4 separate regions of the Oryctolagus cuniculus genome follow, and regions 2, 3 and 4 are each linked to region 1. Evidence: chromatin contacts called from public Hi-C and Micro-C data. All regions are on one chromosome and are shown on one strand. The core of a region is the stretch at or near the end of the contact, and the rest is flanking DNA. Distances in the headings are between cores, read along the strand shown. Region 1 holds the start of GADD45G (growth arrest and DNA damage inducible gamma). Region 2 has its middle 310 kb from the start of GADD45G. Region 3 has its middle 390 kb from the start of GADD45G. Region 4 has its middle 270 kb from the start of GADD45G.

Region 1 (4,988 bases), core at 1,748-4,247:
TTTGAAAGGTGGCAATGCACTGGGCTTTCTCTAAGATACCCATAGGCCAAAGAAACCAGGCCTGCAGACCCCACTCACCCTTCTGCAAACTGAGTGTATCTGTCCACCAGCTCCTCCCCCCCCCCCCACCGCCCCGGGGCCGTGCAACTCAGAGAGTGGGCCATGAGCAGGAAACATTTCCAAAGTTTTTTTTTTTTTTTTTTTGACAGGCAGAGTGGACAGTGAGAGAGAGAGAGAGACAGAGAGAAAGGTCTTCCTTTGCCGTTGCTTCACCCTCCAATGGCCGCCGCGGCCGGCGCACTGCGCTGATCCGATGGCAGGAGCCAGGTGCTTCTCCTGGTCTCCCATGGGGTGCAGGGCCCAAGCACTTGGGCCATCCTCCACTGCACTCCCTGGCCACAGCAGAGAGCTGGCCTGGAAGAGGGGTAACCGGGACAGAATCCGGCGCCCCGACCGGGACTAGAACCTGGTGTGCCGGCGCCGCAAGGCGGAGGATTAGCCTAGTGAGCCGCGGCGCCGGCCCTCCAAAGGGTTTTTAAAACCATCCATCTCTGAGGAGTTCCCTCAACAACCAGCTCACCACCTCCTGCGTGGCTGAGAGGCAGAGGAAGTTCAGGGGCGCCTAGGACGCACAGTGTGGGAGGGCTGGGGAGAGCTGCAGCCGCACAGCGGGCGGTGGGCATTTGCTAGTGCCCAGCATCTTTGGGTGGGCCTGGCGCACTCCCTTCCTAGAGTATGCCCAGCACACAGGACCCGGGTGTCTCAGATGGGCACCGCCAGCAGCTCTGGCCCCGGCCTGAGCCTGAGCCGCAGGGTGGTGGCGATGGTGAGGCCAACTCTGTCTCCAGACAAAAAGATTCTTCCCTAATTGACAGGGCTTGGGGGACCACTGAGACTGACCTTTTACACCGTGTGAGGCTAGATCCTATGTCAGAAAGGCTGGGTTTCCTGAAATTGAATATCTTAAAAAATGTGAGCCGAGCAGCATTGCCCCAGGGGGCTGTCAGTCATCTCTGCTGGTCCAGACCGGCTGGGGGGGGGGGGGCGGGGAAGTGGGCTTGCTCGCCCCCAGCAGGGGCCATGCAGCAAAGGCCTTGGGGGGGGGGCGGGGCTGAGGCTTCAGGCCTGGTGTGTGGGCCGATTTCTTGGTGTCAGAAATTGGAGGCGGTCCTCAAATGTCAAATAAGTCATTCTTCCCAGCATCACCTGGGCCACCCCCCCACAACGCATGCATTTTAAGAAATGCTCATGGCTTTCAAAAGGGCAACACTTAAAGTCTCAATCACTTAAAAATGGACACATCTCATCCAACCCAGGCATTCAGTCATTGTGGAGACCACCAAGGAGGAAGGAAAGGAAATGGCAGCAAAAGGAGCGAGTCCAAGCTGCCCCCCCCCCGCCTCCCCCACCCCCTTCGCAGTCGGGGTGAGGCAGCCCTCCGGGTTTCAGAGACGTTCCAGGGCGAACGCACACGCCCTGGAACCCAGGGAGCCGGCGGCTGCAGCGCGCCTCCGCCGGGGAACGCCAGCGCCTCGCCCGGCCCTAGGCTGCCAAGCGTGCCCGGCTCCAGGGCGCCGGCAGCAAGGCTCGGCGTTCCTAAGTCCGGGAGCCCGCAGTACCGCCGGCCTGAAAAAGAGCCCGAAGGCAAAGCACGGAGCCACCAGGCTGTTTTCCCCAGGGACCCCGCCCAGCGCCCCGGCCGGAAAGGAGGAGCCCGGGTGTGCGTCCCGGGGCGCGCAGCACCGCCAGCCGCAGACCTGCGAGTCCCATAGGGCCCATAGCTGCAAGCTGCAGCCTGCAACGCTCTCCCAAGAGCACTTCCGGTCTCCCTATCCCCTCGTTGGAACCCAGGCTTGTTACAGACGCACGGTCAAGTCCTCCCGGCTGTTTCAACCCAGCCAGAGCCACACGGGCTCTGAACTCAGTCAGTTCTCCCCAGGAGGCCCCCTTCGCCCCCAGTCTCCAAGCCCCACCCGGGTGCGTGCGGCACGCTTTGTTCTGTCTCCACTGCGGCGCAGCTTGGCCGCGGTCAGGGGCGGGTGCGTGTGTGGCCCGCGGTTCTGTGTGTCCTGTAGGTGGCGCCCCGGGAGGGGGAATTCCCAAGCCGCGCTCCCCAAACCCGAGCCAGAGCCGCGAGGTCTGCGTGCAGCAGCCCCGCGGCCTTTCCAGCTCGCGCGAGGGGCTCGGCACGCGGCCCAGGCGCCGGCGGGGTGGGATTACGCCCAGGGGCCGGCGCAGGGGGCGCGCCACGGGCTGCGGCAGGTGGACAGTGCTGCTATGAAGAGAAAGCCCCGATTGTCCCCTCTACAAACCGCCACACGCCAGACCCCTGCTATTGTGCGCCTTCCATAGAAATGCAAAGGAGCCGCGTGCGCCGGCCGCAAGCTGCTCGCGCCCCCGCCGGCGCCCCGCCGCGCAGGGCCACGGGCGGGGAGGCGGCCTGCGGGTGCGACCCCGAAGGTCCTGGAGCAGGCTTGGCCGGCGTGGCCGGCCGCGCTGCGGGCTGCAGAGTCAGCGGCGGGAGCCTGTGCCTTTTGCAACCCCCCTCCCCCCCAAAAGTGGCGCTGCGTGTTTTTGCTTTAATTTCCAGGGTCAATACAACAGCCTCACAAACTTCAAAATAAAAGAAAAAAATAGGTAGCAATAAGAATAAATGCAAAGAAAATTCTTTTAGAATCTTCAAAGGTGCATTTCACAAATTGCAGCATCGTATTCGCGTTAGCACTTTTTTTTTTTTTAACTTTTTCCTTTTAAGGACTTAAAAAAAAAAGGAGGCGAGATGAAATCTGCAGGCTCCAGTCTGCCTGGTAACACTCCGACAAAAGCGGCAGATTTGAGGCATTGTCATCCCCCGCACCCCTCCCCACGTGGCCTTCTGGCACGAGCCGCCGGCCCGCCGCTCATTTGCATCAGAAAGCGGGAGCCGGCCAATGGGCACGCAGCTTCGCGCCAGCTGGCGGCGCCGCGCCCGCCGGCCTATATAAGGGCTCGCCGCGCCGCCCGGGCGCAGTCGCTGGCTGTGGGCGCGCCGGGCGGGCGGGAGCGGGTGCGCGGCTCAGCTGCCAGTCCTACGCGCGTACGGCTCTTGGATAACTTGCTGCTCGGCCACCGCACCATGACTCTGGAAGAAGTCCGCGGCCAGGACACGGTTCCGGAAAGCACAGCCAGGTGGGTCTCCCCGTGCGCGACTTGTCTGCTGGGCTGGGAGCCGAGCACCGTCGGTGCCGATGGGCCCGGGGCGCAGGGGTGGGTGGCAGGCGCCTTGCCGGGTGGCGAGCCTCCGGGGGATGTAGGCTCCGGATTGGAGAGCTTCAGGAGGATCGGGAAGCTGGGGTGCAGGAAGCTTGCCGGAGCAGGGGCCTTGGGGTGTGGGCGCCTTGGTTCAGGCTGGGGAGCCGGGGGTGCACACTCGGGACCGGGGAGGAGACGGGGTACGGATTGCGGCGCCTCGGCTGGCTCCACTGACGGTGCTGGCTCGTCCGCAGGATGCAGGGCGCCGGGAAAGCGCTGCACGAGCTGCTGCTGTCGGCGCAGCGCCAGGGCTGTCTCACCGCCGGCGTCTACGAGTCCGCCAAAGTCCTGAACGTGTGAGTATAGACGCGGCCCGGGCGGGGGCGACCGGCGGCGGCGGCGGAGGCGGCGGCGGCGGCGGGGAGCCACCGGCCCGCGGGGCTCTGACCTCGGGAACTCCTCCTGCGCAGGGACCCCGACAATGTGACCTTCTGCGTGCTGGCCGCCGACGAGGAGGACGAGGGCGACATCGCGCTGCAGATCCACTTCACGCTGATCCAGGCGTTCTGCTGCGAGAACGCCATCGATATCGTGCGCGTGGGCGACGTGCAGCGGCTGGCCGCGATCGTGGGTGCCGGCGAGGAGGCGGGCGCGCCGGGCGACCTGCACTGCATTCTCATCTCGGTGAGTGTCGCCCCGCTCCCCCAGCGCCTCCCCTCACCCCGGCGCGGTCGGCCAGGCTGGCTGACGCTTGCGCTCTCCCCTCTCCTTAGAACCCCAATGAGGACGCGTGGAAAGACCCTGCCTTGGAGAAACTCAGCCTGTTCTGCGAGGAGAGCCGCAGCGTCAACGACTGGGTGCCCAGCATAACCCTCCCCGAGTGACAGCCCGGCGGGGACCTTGGTCTGATCGACGTGGTGACGTCCCGGGGCGCCTAGCGCGCGGCTGGCTGTGGAGGGGCCCTCGGAGGGTGCCAGAGCACGGCGTGGAGACTGGCAGGCGGGGCGTCTGGCGGGCGCGGAGGCGCGGCCCCCCCAGCGGGGGCCCGGCGGCGGCTGTGGCGGCGGCGGCGGCGGGGCAGGCTGGCTGGAGCCGAGGACGCTGCGCACCGCGAGTGTCCGGAGCGGCTGCTCGCCCAGGAAGGCCGAGGCGGGGACGTTGGCCGCAGGGCCGGGAAGGACACAGACCGGCCGGGCCAGCGTGACTCAGCAGGAGGAGAGCGCGGGCGAGACGGCCTGGACTTGGTCGGGCTGCAGGAGCCTGTGGGACTTAGCAGACTGCGCTGCCTTCTCAGAAACGGATCCGGGCAATGCTTCGTCTTCCGGAGGATGTCTTACAATAAACCCCTTGAAACAGACTCCTGTGCTTTTACTGAGGGTGGGGACCCTTGCTCGGGGAGGTGGCCAGCTGGAACTGCTTGGCGCGGATGGCACCTGTTCCCGTCTTCCTGTCGGGCGAGAATGACAGGCTCCTGGTGCTGGCCGCGGGGGGAGGGGAGGCTGCTGGGTGTGAGGGCACAGCCTGAGCGAGGCTCCCAGGTCTCTGCTTTTGGACAGATTATAGAACTTGCAAGCGAGGGGCAGACTTGAGAACAGGCATCCCTGCAGCAGCTCAGGGCTCGCCATCCTATCGGATAACAGTGACCTCCACCTCCCTCCCCTCCCCCACCCCGGACAGCTGCTTATCTGAACAGCTTGCAGGAGGCAGGCAGCCCCTTCGTGCACAATGGCATTGCCTGCTACAGCCCCAGCCCTTTG
Region 2 (5,529 bases), core at 1,558-4,057, 310 kb after region 1:
TTGGCCGCTAGTGACCAGCTCCATCTCCTGCCTGTCTCCCATGCTCGGGGTGTGGCTGAGACTCCCACCTCGCTAATCCCATGGTTGCCCCCCAGCGCCCTCCGAAGACCACCGGGGGCCCAGCCAGCAGTTAGGCGTCTCATTAGCGCACGGGAGACAGTAGCTGCCCAGGTTTCGGGGTTCTGCGCCAGGAGGCCAGGACGGAGATCAAGCGCATCTTAATTAATTAATTACGCCTGGCATGGGGTCCAAAGGCGCCCGGGGAAGCAAATGAGCAGGCAGCTATTCCTGCTCCACCCCAGCGCCAGGCTGGGAAGCTGGGGTGAGGCTTGCGCTAGGAGTGCATGAACACATGTGTGTGGCGTGCATGCATGTGTGGTGTGTGTACCCTATGTGCATGTGCCGCGTGTGTCTTTATGAGGTGTGTATTTATGCATCCCGTGTGTGTGTGTGTGTATGGGATGTCTGCAGTGTGTGCGTGTGTATGGTGTGTATGTAATGTGTGTGGTGCCTGTGTGTTTGTGCTAGGCGTATTTGTGTATATGAGATATGCACATATATGCTTATTTTTGTGGTAAGTGGGGTGAGGTATGTTTGTGTGTGTGGAGCATATGTGCACATGTGTGTGGCCTTTGTATAAATGTGTGGTGTATACGAAGTGTGTGTATATATTGGGTGTGTTTGTGGTGTGTATGTGTGTGGAGCATATATTTGCATGTGTGGTATATATATGTTTATTTGTGTGGTAGGTACATTATATTCCTGGGTGTGTGTTACATGTGTGTATGTTTGTGTGTGCATATATGGGGTGTGTGCAGTCATGTTTGTGGTGCATGATATGTGGTGTGTGTTTGTTGTGTGTATATGTGTGTGGTATTTGTGTGGTGTGTGTACACATGTGTATGTGTGTGTGTGTGGTGAGTATTTGTGTGGTGTGTGTACACATGTGTATGTGTGTGTGTGTGTGGTGAGTATTTGTGTGGTGTGTGTACACATGTGTGTGTGTGCGTGTGTGTGTGCACCTGGCCGGGAGTGAGTGTGAGTTCCCTTGCTGTGCATCCTCCAGAGTCTCATTTGATGTGCAGCCCGGCACCCCTCCTGGCAGAGCGCTGGAGCCCCCGCCCTGCCATGCTCCTGTGACATGGGCGTAGCCCACACCAGCACGGGAGCTCCGGTCACAAGCCTGTGCGGTCGGGTAGGAAGAGATGAGTGTGGACACTTATTTCCTTGGATTTTAACAAAACTGATCTGATTTCAAGTTTGTGCAAGTTCACTTTAAGTCATGGCTGCCTCTAACAACGGGTCCCCATATTTGTATCTGCAGTTTGCTCCCATACGCAGCCACAAGTTGGCCCACGCGACCCTGGGATCCCCCTGCTGGCTGCGCCCAGTGGCATGGAGGGCCCTCACCACATCCCCTCCTGGAGAAGCTGAGAGCTGAGGTGGATGGCGAGGGTGTCAGGCAATTGCGAGGGAGTGACGGACCGGGCCATGTGCAGGGATGGCCTGGCTCTGAGTGCCACGTGGGCCTTTTTCAGGGAATCGGTACCGGGGGCACAGGCTTGAGGTACTCTGTGCAGGTTCAGGTTTTCACAGTCACAGCATTAATTAGTACTTGTCACTCTTCAGGCCAGGAACGGCATCAGGAGGTGCAGGGCGCTGTGCGACGGAGGCTCTCATGGTGCTCCCGACGAGTGGCGGCACGCGCACACGCACTCCGGGGTACACGCGTGTGTCAATCAAAATGGATGTTCACTGTGCACCGTGTCCTTGTCTGATGAGGGAGCTTACTTGCTTACAAAGCATATCACGCCTCGCCCCGCCCCCACCAAAGCACAACAAGGCCCCCTGGTGTGCCTGGTGGGGTGACAAGGACAGGGAGGGGGGCTCGCACACACTCAGCCCTGTGGTTACCTGGAGGAGGGGTCGTGGGGCGGGCCGGTGGGGGTGGCAAGGTTCTCTCGTGGGTTCGGAGGTGACGGCACCTTTGTTTACATGTCTGCGGTGAGCGTTACGCCTGCTCAGTTCGGCTTCGTGTGCTTGCTTGTCGGATGTTTCATAGTAAAGTTAAATACATTTGCAAGCAAGTCAAAGAGAACGCGGAAAACGGAATTCAAAGAGGGGGGTATTTTGGTGTAAAAACTGCTGAAATTCATAGTTGTTTCATAATACGCATTTCCATGAAATATACATGCACATGAGGGTATGTGTGGACGTCCAGTTTTTTTTTTTTTTTTTTTTTTGCACCCAAATCCACTTCTCTTTGAAGGCCATTTCCCGCTGGCCCCTTGCAGTGGCCTTGTGTGTGAGTGTGCGGGAGTGAGTGTATGAGGGCACGAGTGTATGTCCACACACGCGGAGACGTTCCAAGCACACACGGTCTCTTCCAGCTGCGTGGGCGGAAGCTGGCGCTGCCGGGGCCTGCAGGGATAACCGGTCTGTCCAGCGGCTTCCAGGCTGTGCCCTGCTTGCTCTTTGATGCTCGGTCGGTGCCGCAGGGGCTGGAACTGGTGCCTGTGCCCGAGTTGCAAAGGGAACTGGGGTGACGCTGGCCCAGGGCCCGAGCTGTCCTCCCTGGCCCTCCCTCAGGAGCGCCACGAGCTATGGAGCAGGTCCCCGCGGGAGGCAGCTCTGAAAGTTTCTGACCCAGAAAGTCAGGGTGAGCAGCAGTTGTCCACTGCCCTGCTGACAGCGGCTGATTCCTGGGAGGCACACAGGAGCTGGCAGAGGGACAGCCTCCCCAGGCCTCCCTCCGGGCAGAAGGCACTCCTCCTCGCCGGGGGAGGCACCCTGCAGGGCAGGCGCAGGGCCCACACACGGCTCTGCAGCCACTTCCAGTCAAGGCTTGGGTCACGGAAACCACACGGCGCCTTCCTGTAGGTCGCTATCCACGGTTCTCAGAAGCACACTTTCACTTTCCGGGCCTGGTGGCCGGGGTGGGGGGAGCAGCTGTGTGTGGGGGGGCCAGGGAGATAGCCCACCTGGTCCCTGCTGGTCGCACAGTCGCACGGGGATCAGAGCCAGGTGTCAGGTCCCCCGAGGGAAGACGGAGGGGCATGCGTGGCACACCTGGAGGTGTCCTGATCCCCACTGCACAGCTGAAAGCCACCCCCGGGACCTGGCCAGCAGCAGGAACCCAGGCTCTCCTCTCTCCCTGCCGGATCCTCTACCAACGGAGCTGCCAAGGCCACTGCCGGGCACTGGCGGCTCACAGAGGCCTGTTTGGATTCGTTTCCGAAGAAGTGAATGACACGCTTGTTGTTGTAATCAGTCACAATATTTACAAGTTCGTTCCTTTGAATTCTTTGGTGGAGGGGCTGGTTTATTTTGTCTGCAGTCCTGAAGGTGAATAATTCTAGGGTGTTTCCCCGTCGCTACAGCCAGATGTTTGTTTGCTTTGGTTTTCAGAAGCAAGAGAAAGGAGCTGGCATCCTCGAGATGCCTTCTACTGCGGCGACGGTGCGTGCACTGTCTTATTTAATCACTCGACACGAGGGTGTCTGCAAAAAGAGGGCTGGATGGTGGGTCTTCATTTATCTCTGCAGATAAAAGGTAATGTCTTGCTTGATTTGTGGTTCAATCAGGACAGTTACGGGGCAATGTAATTTATGGGTAAGCTCCAAGCCTTTTAGCCGGCATCACGTCTGGCTTTGAGAACGTCAAGTGTCCTGCGTGGAAGAAAAATGCAGAGAGCAAATTCCTATGCGTGGAATCAGCGAATTGTCAACGGTTTTTTCCTGTGATTGCTACTTTATCTTTCAGTTTGGAATCCACTGCCCCACATTACACTTTGAGTTACTCTGTGAAGGTTTGTTGATGTCAATATCAGGAACTCAAAGCATTGCCTGCCGCAGGAAACTTGACCCCCAAAAACATCATGCTACAACAGCCATTTGGCCACGGGCCAGAGCAGCTTCCTGGAACACGCTTGCTCAAAAACAGGGAGAGACGTCAGCTTGACCTCTGCCTTGTGCGCAGGAAAGCTGACCTTCAAACAGCGAACCTCAGCCCCAGCGCCCCTCCCTCTTGTCATAGTCTTGCCTGTCGTCAGGCCCTGGGCCAGCCAGAGAGGCTGGGCGCAACGCCTGGCTCCTGCTGCCCGGGCCACGCGGGGACGCGTACTGCTCGTTCTGCCTGGAGACCTGCTGAGTTTCGCTCTGAGCGATGGCTCTGCCAAAGTAAACCGAGACAGAGAGTTAAAGAAATAACAAAATGACAAAACAGCTCCTTTTTCTGTACAGGACTCAAGATTCATGGTGAGAAGGAGCCATTTAATTTCAAAACCAAGGCTCTGGAGCCAGTGTTGTGGCGCAGCGGGAAAAGCTGCTGCCAGTGACGCAGGCGTCCCGGACGGGTGCTGGTTCACGTCCCAGCTGAGCCACTTCGGATCCAGCTCTCTGCTTATGACCTGGGAAGAGCAGCAGAAGATGGCCCAAGTGCTTGGGCCCCTGCCACCCACGTGGGAGACCCGGATGCAGCTTTTGGCTCCCAGCTTCTGCCGGCCCCACTGACCATCTGGGGAGTGAACCAGCAGGTGGAAGCTCTCATCCTCTCTCCCCCGCTCTGTAACTCTTTCAAAAATAATAATTCTTTCAAAAACAAACAAGCTGCCATTGGTGTTGATATTAACGCAGTACCAGTGACGATAACACGGGCAGGATTACGGAGGAAGTCAGGCGGCTCTGTCCTTGACTGGCTAGGTACGGGTCTCTAACAGAGCAGAAGCCCCCTGGTGGCAGGGGCGCTGGGCACGTGCTGAGCTGCCTGGCTGACACCGGGGTGCCGGGAGTCACCCACTCGGTGGTTAGCCTATGCCGGGAGCACGCGGGGCTGCTGCCCGGATGTCTCCAGCGGGGCCAGGCCGTCTGGTTCTTGCTGCCAAAAAGGCTGCCCCCCTAGGCTTTGCCCTGTCCGTCTTCAAGTGGCAGACACCAGGGCTGATAACCCACGTGCTGCCTCTTGGCGGCTTTGCTCTGGGTTCGCTCAACGCCTACGCAGAAACAGCTCACACATTCTTTTTCTGGAATAAAACTTCTCCATCGGGAACCGTAACGTAGACCAAACGCTGGCGGTGGTGGGAAAGACAAAAATACCGCCGGGATCCCAAGACAGGCGGAACTGCGGTTCCCACCATTGATTTGGATCCAGACTCAGGCTCCTGAGCCACACCCTGGCGGCTTGCAACCCTTGGCCCCCTGCCTGGCTCCAGATGCGCATGCGCTCCTAGCAGGGAGTGCAGAGAATGCGAAGTGCCTAAATGCTCAGCGATTTTGTCCCAGGCTCTGTTCCCAGCATCTGGGTCACGGATGCCAGAGAAGAGCGCAGAGCGCGCGCAGAGGGGGCTGGCGGTCACGGTCGGGAGGCTGGGACCTGGTGTTTATTCCCCACGTGCAAGGGACATCGTAACCGTGGGCACCTGGGCAAAGGCCTGGGTCACTGGGGCCCACTCAGAATAAACGCTTGGCGCAGGGACCCTGTGGAATCGTGCGGGGGTTTCTCTCTGCTGCGGCGGCAGGAGCAGTAACAAAA
Region 3 (5,446 bases), core at 1,972-4,471, 390 kb after region 1:
ATCCATAGCAACACAAAGCTGTTCAGAAGCGGGATTCACAGAGCCGATTTGCCTTTGCACGAATAGGCGTCGAGCCGTGGTCTCCAAACCATCGATGTCACCCTGTGTCCACGCTCGATGCGGTCACCTCGTGCTTGACTCCCATAGAATGTACGGGGGGAAGCATATAAAGCTGCATTGCTCGGTTAGGGGAACCGAAAGCTTGGTCAGTGGGATGGATGTGAAGACACCGCAGGGTGCCACAGAGAGCTGTCTTCCACGATCCCCTCTCTGGCCTTCCATGGCAGGCGGCGTGGACATCGCCTGTGTTGGGAGGTGGCAGGTGCTGCCTGCAGCTGGGTCGGCCCGGGGTCTGCACGGGCGACAGTGCCTGAGAGTGCCCTACAATGGCGGACAGCCCTGGGCGGCAGATGCTGGAGTCCCGTCCATGAAAGCCCACCGATCCAATGGGGAGCTCATCCTCTGCAGAATTTGGGCTTGTGCTTCTTTAAACTACTTTTTTAAAAATTTATTTGCACAGCAGAGAGAACGAAAGAGAGAACTTCCATATACTCGTTCACTCCTCAAAGACCTGCAACAGCGGAGGAGGGCTGAAGCCAGGAACCCCATCCGAGTCTCCCATGTGCGGGGCAGGGACTCAGCCGCTTGAGCCATCGCCGTGGCCTCCCACACTTTGTATTAGCAGGAATACAGGAGCCAGGGGCTGGGGCTGGAGCTGGACATTGAACCCAGGCACTCCGACCTGGGCATCCCCATTTTAATGGCTTCTCCAAACACTCACCCTCTGCTCTGCACCACTTCCGGCCTGACCTTGCTGCTTCAAATGGGATATATTCAAGCCGGAGCTGAAAACTTTGGTTTCTCCATAGAGTTTGTTCCTCAAAGGGTCTCCTAGGAGCAAGTGCCGCGCCCATGGACTGTAGCTTGCTCCTGCGGAGTGTTTAAAGGAAACCTGTCTTGGAGCTGCTCTCTTCTTAGGATTTCATGCAGCACTTCTAGCTCAAACTAGGTGAAATGTAAGTTAAATCATGGAGTTCCTTTGCTTCTTTCCATGGTGCTTCGAGAAAAGTCCATCTGGGTCACAGATGTGCCCAGTGATACCGCACCGCAGGCCCTGGGGAAGAGCTGAGCAGGAGGGAAAGCTATACTGGTCCTGATGTGGAGAATGAGTTCGCTCAGGATTCTCAAACCCTCGCCTGTCCAGCGAACCCTCAGGTGTGAGAGGCACCGCACTTCACACTCCTAGCAAGTCTTGGGCTCGGCTGCTGGCCCAGGGCCCCACGAGAGAACCACAGCCCAAGGGGAAGAGTTTTCCCCCACCGGAGGCATCCAAGAGCTGGTCCGAGGCCTGGAGAGGGTCTCTCGTGGGTCAAGGCCAGCCTGTGTTGAAAAGTGCTTTCGCTTGCTCTCCATCAATTTCTCTGTCTCTCCCCAAGGCCTGGAGCCAGTGATTGGCAGGTCCAAGTGCACCCCCGCCTTGCTGAGGCCACCCCATCTGTCAAGGCACATGCTCTGAAACCCACAGTCCCTCCACCAGGAGCTCATTAGCCACAGCTCAGAGAGCAGTGCTGACCGGCTCCTCGCCGTCCGTGGCCAGTGAGCCCAACTGCTGCCCCGCTGTCCTCGGAGACGCAGGCTTGACAGGTGCTCCCTGCACCTGCCCCAGGTCCTCCTCCTCCCATCGTCTGTGGACATGCGCAGAGGAGCGGTGCATAAAGACATTTAGTAAACTCTTGGGGAACCTGTCACTGCCTGCTGCCTCTGCCTTCATGGCAATTATTCCTTCCAGTAAGAATACACCGTGAATATCCGTTGTACCTTAGATCTTGTATTTAATGTTGAACAGCAATGACTTCAAATCAAGGCAGATCTGCACATGCCCCGCCGAGCCCTTGGTTATGTGCAGGCTGGGGCCCTGTTTGTGAGAGACACCTTGCTGGGCCAGCAATGCCCTGGTGTAGGCCAGGGAGGCTGGCAGGTGCACTGCCGCTGTGCTGGGGGCACATCTGCCTACCCTTTCTCTCCATTACTCACAGTAGGTCACATGAATACTATTATTATTTATTAACACATTATCATTGTTTTGCAAGGGCAGAAACAAACCTGCACAAGAAGGGAAGGAGACAGTATCTTTTTATGCTCATTATCTGTGGTTTGTCTGAAAGAAGCCTTGTATGTTTCCTACACTGCCCTGGGTCCATTCAGCGTATACAGTCACCTACACCATCTCAGAGGGAGAAAAGTGCCAATCTCGTTCGAAACCAATCAGTACTCCGTCGCCTTGCAAATCCACTGCCTCTCTGGGATTCCTTTGCTCGGATGGTGGACAGAAGTTTGAATGGGCTCCGCTCTGTGTTTTTTTTTTTTTTTCTAAGATTTATTTATTTATTTGAAAGGCAGAGAGAGAGGTCCTCCACCCACTGGTTCATTCCCAAGATGGCCACAACACTGGAGCTGTGCTGATCTGAAGCCAGGAACTTCTTCCAGGTCTCCCACGTGGGTGCAGGGACCCAAGGACTTGGGCCATCTTCTACTGCTTTCCCAGGTCACAGCAGAGAGCTGGATGGGAAGTGGAGCAGCTGAGATTTGAACAGGTGCCCCCATGGGATGCTGGCTCTGCAGGCGGTGGCTTCACCTGCCATGCCACATCTCAGGCGCCTGCTCTGTGGTTTAACATTGAAGATACAACACCCTGGAGGAGGCGCGAATGCCTCCAGCAATGCCTGACCAGGTAGCAAGCCTGCATCGGGTGCTGCTCATCTGAACTTGGAGTTCAGCAGACCTGGCTGGTCTTTGATCCCAGGTGAGTACAGTTTCTGGAGACAGGTGTCTGCCTCCGAGAGAAACCCTTGCAGCCGATCCGCATCCGCGTCAGCGATCCCTGGGCAGCCCTGGGAGGCTGCCGGGCAGGAGCTACCTTTCTGGGAGAACCAGCTTGCCTTCTGCTAAAAATAGTATCAGTGGCTCCGTGAATTCGGAGGTGTCCAAGTGAGAGGATCTCACCTGCAGTCTGAACCTGGGGAGGGGAGAGGAAATCAGATAGACATGGCCCATGACGCAAATCATTAAGGACGAAGGTTAAGTGCACCGGCTGCAGCCCAGCGGCCTTGCAGAGCCAAGGTCACAGGTCACCGCCTCCCTCCAGCCCTGGCTGTGCGCAGCCTGTGGACAGTGGGGCACGTCGCTGAAAGAACATTGGCAGCAGCAGGCCTGTTCTAAGGGAAAAGGGCACCGTAGGTACAGTGTGCCCCAGCCCAGAATGTGGGTGAGTGAGCTCAGGGCTGTCTCCCAGGCTGGGAAATAAACAATTGCACACCCGAGGCCAGGGATGGGACAGCGAGGTCACCCCGGGGCAAGTTTCTCCATGTTCCCAGCAGAACTGGCAAGTGCTGACACCCAGCTCAGGCAGGGAGTCTGCGTTGCACACTGTCTCACGGTCCCCGAGCCCCAGGGGGGACAGCGGCAGACAGGCACCGGCAGAGGAGCCCTGGGCAGGCTGGAGACAGGAGAGGGAGGCTCTTGGCAGGGGAGCCGGCGGAGGGGCGGCAGCTTGCACTCTTGGCTTTCCATCCTTGGTGGTACAATCGGCAGAGCTGCCAGGGCGCTCTGAGGTCCAGGCGGCACTCTTCGGGGCTGCTGGAAGGGCATGGGGAGAGCACCTGTCACTGGAATGGAGGAGCCACTGCCCCCTGCTCCCGGGAAACGCGGCTGGAAACCCGCAGGCGAGCCCTTCTGTTGCGCTCCCCCTAAGGAAGCTTGCCCAGACACTCTGCCCTGTCTCACTGCATTCTCCTAATGCCCTCCCACTCTGTTAAGGGAATGGACATGGGGTGTGCCTGCACGTCTGGGAGCTTTAATCTGAAAGAACTCCATTATCAGCTCCTCCCAGAACTTTCTTATCAGATGCTCCAGGCAAAGAGATTAGGCAAGATTTTCCATTGTCTTCCAAAGAAGATCAACAAAGGAACAATGGCCTTCCTGGCTCCCAATGGGGGGGGGGGGGAGGGAAGGAGGGAGGAGGAGAGAGAGAGAGAGAGGAGAGAGAAACTGCTTCTGGTAGCTCCTGCCGGCTGCCAGGGCCCTCTTCCCTGCCCCCACACCCCTACTGGTGTGCAGTCAGTAGCTCTTTTCTGCACTGAGACTTCGAGGCAAGACTCGGGGCTCCCTCACGGGCCATGACAGAGAGCACAGGGCTGGGAAGGAGAAAAGGAGTAGCCCAACCCCCAGAGGGCACTGCCCATGAACAGAAGGCACAGCCCCAGGCGTTCACCCTAAAGGGAAGTGGGGATGAGGAAGGGGGAGGTGGGCCGGCCGCTGCTGCCCCCGCCCCCGGGGGTGGCTCCTCTGCGCAGCAGGAGAGCACCTGCTGCTAGGGATCCCCCAGCTCTTACCTGGGCAGCTCCTCCCCCACCCAGCCTCTCCTTAGAAAGGTGGCCCTGGGCTGCCCTGCTGCCTCACATACCTGTGCTTCTCACCTGTGTATGCACACATATACACGTATACATGCAGCACGCGCATACACGTGTACACCCAGACATGCCACGGTACATGCATGCGTACACACATCATACACACAAATCACTCTACGTTCAATACACCACACGCAATATACATGCATACCCAGAGCTGGCAACATGGGTAAACACTGCACACACATGTACACAAACACCAGGAACACACAATACGCACGCCACACGTGTGTGCGCACATGAACTGTATGCAGTGCCTGTACACACGACATAAGCACACCATACAAGACTATACCCACTCATGAGTATACACATGCCACACACACAGACACCCCACACAAACCACACACATCACAACACAACACTACACAACACACGGCTCACACATGCTGTGTTCACACACCACACATGCGCCCGGAAGCTCTTCAACCACGGGCCTCTGCTGCCACCCGGAGGTTTAAATGTGGACACACAGTTCAAAGAACGAAATCTTGGAGACTGTACAACAGGACCTGGGCCAAAGAGCAGCTACGTGTTTCTCAAGATCAAAGGCCGGGAAGGTTCCTTAGGGAGGGAGGCTTGTGCTGGGGCAAGGAACCCACACCCTTTACTTAGTGTAGTCTCTGCACTTGCTTGAGCACCGGAGATCACTGTGCGTACCTGAGTGTATGCCTGGGGGGGGGGGGGCGTTGTGTAGGTGCACATTGTGTAGGTGCCTGTGCGTGTTTGAGAGAAGCATGCATTGTGCTCTGCACAGGCGTCCGTGTCTGTGTGTGAGCGTGTGCGTGTCATTCCGGGGAAGGTACTGCTGTGAGAATCCCAGCCAAGGAGAGGTCCAAGGCAGCCTGGAAGAGGTTTCCAGATGGACCAACAGAAAGGTGGTGGGGGGGTAACTCCAAGCCACACTTAGGAAAATGTGGCTCGAGCTTCCAGGCCAATCCATTGGGGAACTCTTTCCTCTGGGATGAGGATCCATA
Region 4 (5,551 bases), core at 2,563-5,062, 270 kb after region 1:
AATCTGTAAATGGAGACAGAACTGGCTGCGGCGCAGGGCAGGGGGTATCACTGTTGCTTTGGGCAGAATTGACTTGCATGTCTAGAAATAATTATTTGCATTCAATTAATTATTAATTCATTAATTGCATTAATGAATTATTAATTAATCTATTAATTGCACACGGATGTGGCTGGCAGTGAGCCAACATCTCTAGGGCGTTCTGGGCAGCCCAGCGGGAGCGGCCATGACCCCAGGGTGTCCACATCCTCCCCTGGGAGGACATCCGGGGCATGTCTGGGCGTGTGCCCAACTCTTAGATTTTCCACGGGGCCACAGTTAGGGCTGGGATTCTGGAACTCTGCAAGCGTGCATAAGAACACGGCCGCGGACCCGGGACGGGACCGAGGACGCACTGGGTGGTGTGGACGACCCCCTGCACACAAGACGCCGGGGGATGAGCACATCAATCCAAGCCCCACGGTCTGATGCGCTCTGGCTTTGTTTGTTGCGGGATTGGAGGTTGGAGACAAGAAAATGTTCTGGCACACGGTCCTCCTTCAATAAAGCTGTCGGCGATTGAAACGGTGGTGACTCACCTAGCGGGCAGCGCGTCGAGGTCACCAGCCTCGTCGGTGGCTTCAGCCGGTGACCAAGGTCTCTTTGGAAAGAATGAGTCGGAGGCACTTCAGAGAGGCGCTTGGTCTTCCCGGGTAGTGGTGAGGATTTGAAATCAGCGCTGTCTAACTAATCACGCCCGTGACGCGTCAGGGCGCCTTTGTCGGGGCAGAGTCTTGTTTCCCTGGTCTGGGGTGGTCCCTGGCACTCGCATCTCTAGCAAGGGCCCAGGAGGTACCCTCAGGGGTGCCCTCTGCCGAGCTCCGGGGAGCTGACCTTCCGCTCCCGCTAGCGTCAGCGGCTGTCTTAGTCTGTCTTCTGTTGCTACTGACGTAAGACGGCAGACTGGGTGCGTTGAGAAGAAAGGAAGTTTATTTAGTCTTGCAGTTCAAGTCCAGGGTCGAGGGGGCTGTGACATGATGGCCTTCCTGCTGGCAGAGCTGAGGCAGCACAGGGCACCATGTGGTGCATTCGTGCATCTTCCTGGATCTCTCACGCTCTCTCCTTCTTCTTCCCCCATCCAACCCCCCACAGGGGAGAGAGAGAGAGAGGGAAAGAGGGAGAGAGAGGAGTTCTTTCATCCGCTGGTTTACTCCCCAGATCGCTGCAATGGCCAGGGCTGGGTCAGGAGCTGGGAGCTTCTTCCAGGTCTCCCATGTGCATAGCAGGGGCCCAAGCACTTGGGCCATCTGCTGCTTTTCTTAGGCCATTAACTGGGAGCTAGACAGGAAGTGGAGCAGCTGGGACATGAGCTGGTGTCCATATGGGACGCCTGCATTACAGGCAGCAGCTTTACCCCATGTGCCACAAGGCCAGCCCTTTCTTCTTTTCTCTAAATTATTTATTTATTTGAATATCAGAGTTACAGAGAGAGAGAGAGGGAGACACACACACACACACACACACATTGAGATTTCCCACCCACTGGTTCACTACCCAAGTGGCTGCAATAGCCAAGGCTTGAGCCAGGCTAAAACCAGGAGCCAAGGACTTCATCTGGGTCTGCCACGTGGGTGGCAGCGGCCCAAGAACTTGACTATCTTCCATGGCTTTTCCCAGGGCATTAGCAGGGAGCTGGATCAGAAGTAGAGCAATCAGAACTTGGACTGGCACCCACGGGGGGTGTGGCTTAACCTGCTACTCCACAATGCTGACTCCACACTGTCTCATGAAATCATTGGGATGCAATCATGGGGTATCACCCTGATCAACTTCCCTAGTCCTAATCAGCTCCTCGAGGTGCCACCTGGAAACCCCAAGGTCAGGTGAAGTGCCCTAAATTTCCACCCAGCTAATACTTCACAGTGGGGAATCATCTCCAGCTGAGCTTTGGAGGTGGTGGAGGGGGAGACAGTATTCAGAGCGTAGCAGTGAGGCAGAAGAGGTTGGTGGGATGTGAGGCTGGTTCTGTTTCCCTGTCCCCTCCCTGGTGGCCGCAGTGACCAGTGGGTAGCTGAGCTGATTCTCTCAGACAGCATAAGCTGCTACCTGCGGTCATAGGAGAGGGACCAGCAGGACGGGTGCGGGGCCAGTGGTGATTCCCCCAACCCTTGTACCAGCAGAGGCCCAGAGGGAACCTGGACACACACAGCTGGACCTTATGCTACGTCTCAACAAGGGGCTCCTGGCTCAAAAAACAAGATCCCATCAGATCACGAGTGGGTGGGATCCAATGAGAAATCACTCATTGCACCAAGAACAAGGGAAACAACTCAAATGAGAACCCAAGTCCCAGATATTAGAAGTCTCTGAGCAGCCAGTGTAACAATGCTTCATCTAGCAATGACAAATTCCCTTGAAACAAACAAAGACAATATCCGCAAAGAATTAGACAGTATCAGAAATGTATGAAAATTATAAAAGACCCCAGTAAGCACACAACAGCAATGATGCAAACTCGAAACTATCTGGGGGGGGTGCTGAGTGCAGGGGGGATGGTGGGGTGGGGTTGGGCAAGCTTCAGGACACAGAATGCACACAACCTGAGCAACAGGGAGGAAACAGCCCAGTGTGCAGGGCGGAGACGCAAATGATCTCGGGGACCTGTAGGACGAAAGGGGGGACATGGCAATCAATAGGGCTGCAGAAGGAGAGAAGAGAGAGTGAGACTGAAAATATATTGGGAGAAATCACGGCTTTAAGCCTCCCAAGTTTGCCAAATGGGATAGATCCAAAGAAGCTCGGGCTGAGACACTTGATAGTTTTTTTTTCTTTAATCTTTTTTTATAATTTATTTTATTTTCATTTTATTTGAGAGAGAAAGAGAGAGACAGCCTACATCTACTGGTTCACTCCCCAAATGCCCACAACAGCCAGGGCAAGGCCAGATTGAAGCCAGGAGCCTGAAATTCCAACTAGGTCTTCCACAAGGGTGACAGGAACCCATGCACAACCCAGCCATCACCTGCTGCCTCTCAGGGTGAGTGTTAGCAGGAAGCTGGATCAGAAGCAGAGGAGCTGGGACTCGAACCAGGCACTCCAATACAGGATGCAGCTGTCCCAGTTGGTGCACTATATGCCTTCCCCAAAGACACTTGGTAGTTACGTGTAAACTTATTGCCATCGAATCTGGAGTGGGATGGAGGAGCGGGGGATGGAACATTGAGGAAGGCCTGTAACAAAGGCACTTGTGAGCAGGTGCACCATTCCCTGGGTCTCTTGGGAGTCCTTCCTGACTTTCAGATCAGGTCCTGGGGCTGCGAGATGGGTAGATCTTGTTCCTGTCCCAGTATGGTCAAAGGCGAGCTGAGGCGGTGGACATACAACCTGCAGTGGTTTGCACATGCATGTTGTCTTGAGGCCTGCCTTGACTTGAGGGAACTCCCCCTACCTTGCGCATCTGTAAAATGGGTGTAGAAGCTCACATGCTCTCTGAGTGTGCGAAGCCACTGATACATAAAAGAGAGACGTGGAAAAAAGAAAGTCTTTTGTTTTCAGTTTTAAGGAGTTGGAGCCAGGCTGCCCTTGTTCTGTGGAGCTCTGCTGAGTGCTGAGTCCCAGCTGTCAGGTGCTTGGAGTGGCGGTCCTTTCTCCTGGTGTCATGGCCCTGTGCTGTGCATGCGAGAGACTGTTCGGGAAAATAATCTGCATCGGCGCAGTGTGACGAGGCGCCCTGCATGGCTTCTGGCTCCCCCCGTGCGGCTGGGAGCGCGCAGTGATCTGGTGACATTATTTCCTGAAGCTGAGTTTCGTTTCCCCTGACGCTGGAAGAGTGCCCTGGTGAACTCAGAACCTCATGGGCTGCATAAACAGTTTCCTGCCCTGGCTGCTTTCCTGTAGGTCAGCTGGGACCTCACACGTGCTTTCTAGGAAAGGGAGAGCAGCTTTGACCTTGATGTTGTTTTGTTCCTGCTACAGGCTCCCCCGTGAGGAAAGTGGGCAGGTGAGAAGGGGAAGCTGAGTGAGACGACTCCAGAAAGACCTGCATGGTCTTGCTGCCCAGGGGCGCTCCCTAGCAGAGACCGGGAGGCCCAGCAGGAAGACAGCAAATCCCTCGGGCACTTCCAGCAGCAGGAAGCAGGCGTGGGCTCCTGTGGGCAGCTCTCTGGCAGAGACACTCAGATGCTGATGAAAGCGGGGGTCACCGCGGTCCTGCCAACACCGTGCCATTTCTCCTGAGTCACCTGCTCGAGCCAGATCTCCCGGGCTCTCACTGGATGGCCGCATCCCTTCCCCCCGGACACCCTCTGGCCACATCTGCAGCCCACCCCCTCCCTTCTCTCATTTCCTCAAAGCCCTCCTGCTCCACCTGCTGCAATGGCCTGGCCGGAATGCAATTCCTCTTCTCTTCCTAGGTTCTCCTGAATTTCGGCTCTCTCCAGGTGGGGCCATCTCCCACCCCTGGCCATGGAACAGTGTCCTGACTTCTGACGCCTCCTCCTCCCTGTCTACACTGCCTGTGGCCTCCCACTGTCTCCTTCCATCCCTGGGCCACCAGGAAGACTTCCAAAATCATAAACCCGATCGTGTTTAGGGGATTCCGGCAATTTCTCTCCTTGCTCCAGATACACAGTCTGAACCCCTGCACCTGACCTCACAGGCTCTGCACGGCCTGTTGCTTGCCCCTCCCTCTCCCCCGGACCCTCTGCCCCATGTCCACCTCACTGCAGCCCCTGATCTCTTGGGGGTGGCTTGAGGTCCCGCTCAGTTCTGCCTTACTTAGAAACCTCACCCATACGTGCTGCAGAAATGTATGGCTATTTGAGCTATGACACCCTTGTAAAGGGGTGGACCAGCCCAAACTCATTCCCAACGTCTTCCTGCATGTGTTCACCCAAACCATGCCCACAGATCCAGGCTGGACTTCTTGCAAAGCCTGCGTGGGGGCCGTGTACAGCGTCAGCCCCTTCACCAGCGCCCACGGAGGTGCTTTCCAGCCCTCTCAGCTTCTGGCTGCTGTGCAGATCACGGGTGAATTCACTTTGTGCAAGTGAAGCAAAATCAGCCAGCATCGTTCCAAGGTGGATGTTGTTATCTGTATGCTTTTCTCTAAGGGTTCTACAGGGGAAATCAGTGAAGGACGCATGACAAGAGGAGGGATTTTAGGAGTATTCAGAGTGGGCTAATGGCTTTGACTGACACCCCCAAGCTGCAGGGGATTGCTGAAATAAAAATGTAGCTGCCACTCAGAGCACTGTGCAGTGGGTGGAGGCATTCTTGGCTCTATACGATCATTCTGGAACCCAGGCTCCTCCTTAGAGAAGGTTCTAGGATCCGTCTTCACCCCCACTGCAGATGGACAGAGAAGCTTGGCAGGGGTTTATGGACAGGGCTAGGGTTGGAGCTACAATTTCTATTCACACTCAATGGGCAGAACTTAGCCACACGGCTTCATGTGGCCCCGAGGGAGGCTGGTGAGTGTGTACAGGTGTGTGCTGGGAAGAAAGGCGTGCACAGGTATGGGTGAGGACTGGCCGCTTCTCACACAGCAGCCTGGGCTCTGGCCTTGAGAAAG

What was found. Hi-C and Micro-C count contacts between places; a contact is called where the count stands out from the background.
Region 2: a Micro-C map of ear pinna shows a contact between it and region 1, with 7 times the contacts expected there. The contact joins the enhancer-like site here to the promoter of GADD45G in region 1. A contact is called at or near these places in 3 of 6 Hi-C or Micro-C datasets (ear pinna, psoas muscle and an unstated tissue).
Region 3: a contact with region 1 is called in a Micro-C map of ear pinna, with 6 times the contacts expected there. The contact joins the enhancer-like site here to the promoter of GADD45G in region 1. A contact is called at or near these places in 6 of 6 Hi-C or Micro-C datasets (ear pinna, embryonic fibroblasts, liver and 3 more).
Region 4: a Hi-C map of an unstated tissue shows a contact between it and region 1, with 2.7 times the contacts expected there. The contact joins the enhancer-like site here to the promoter of GADD45G in region 1. A contact is called at or near these places in 2 of 6 Hi-C or Micro-C datasets (ear pinna and an unstated tissue).

Annotation. Positions count from the first base shown.
Region 1 is chr1:138,325,040-138,330,027 of mOryCun1.1, forward strand. It overlaps GADD45G (growth arrest and DNA damage inducible gamma), which reads left to right and starts at 2,998. Exons shown (of 4, transcript XM_051847388.2): 1 at 2,998-3,168; 2 at 3,486-3,587; 3 at 3,702-3,915; 4 at 4,005-4,588. The coding sequence starts at 3,116. The coding sequence ends at 4,115.
Region 2 is chr1:138,633,439-138,638,967 of mOryCun1.1, forward strand. No RefSeq gene overlaps it. Among named protein-coding and RNA genes, the nearest start is that of GADD45G, 310 kb to the left of the region's middle. Within about 2 kb of position 2,808, at least 5 of the 8 cell types and tissues checked have an H3K27ac peak or open chromatin away from gene starts, as enhancers often do. A contact at or near this core is called in ear pinna, where this site is marked.
Region 3 is chr1:138,716,315-138,721,760 of mOryCun1.1, forward strand. No RefSeq gene overlaps it. Among named protein-coding and RNA genes, the nearest start is that of GADD45G, 390 kb to the left of the region's middle. Within about 2 kb of position 3,222, at least 3 of the 8 cell types and tissues checked have an H3K27ac peak or open chromatin away from gene starts, as enhancers often do. A contact at or near this core is called in ear pinna, where this site is marked.
Region 4 is chr1:138,592,414-138,597,964 of mOryCun1.1, forward strand. No RefSeq gene overlaps it. Among named protein-coding and RNA genes, the nearest start is that of GADD45G, 270 kb to the left of the region's middle. Within about 2 kb of position 3,813, at least 3 of the 8 cell types and tissues checked have an H3K27ac peak or open chromatin away from gene starts, as enhancers often do.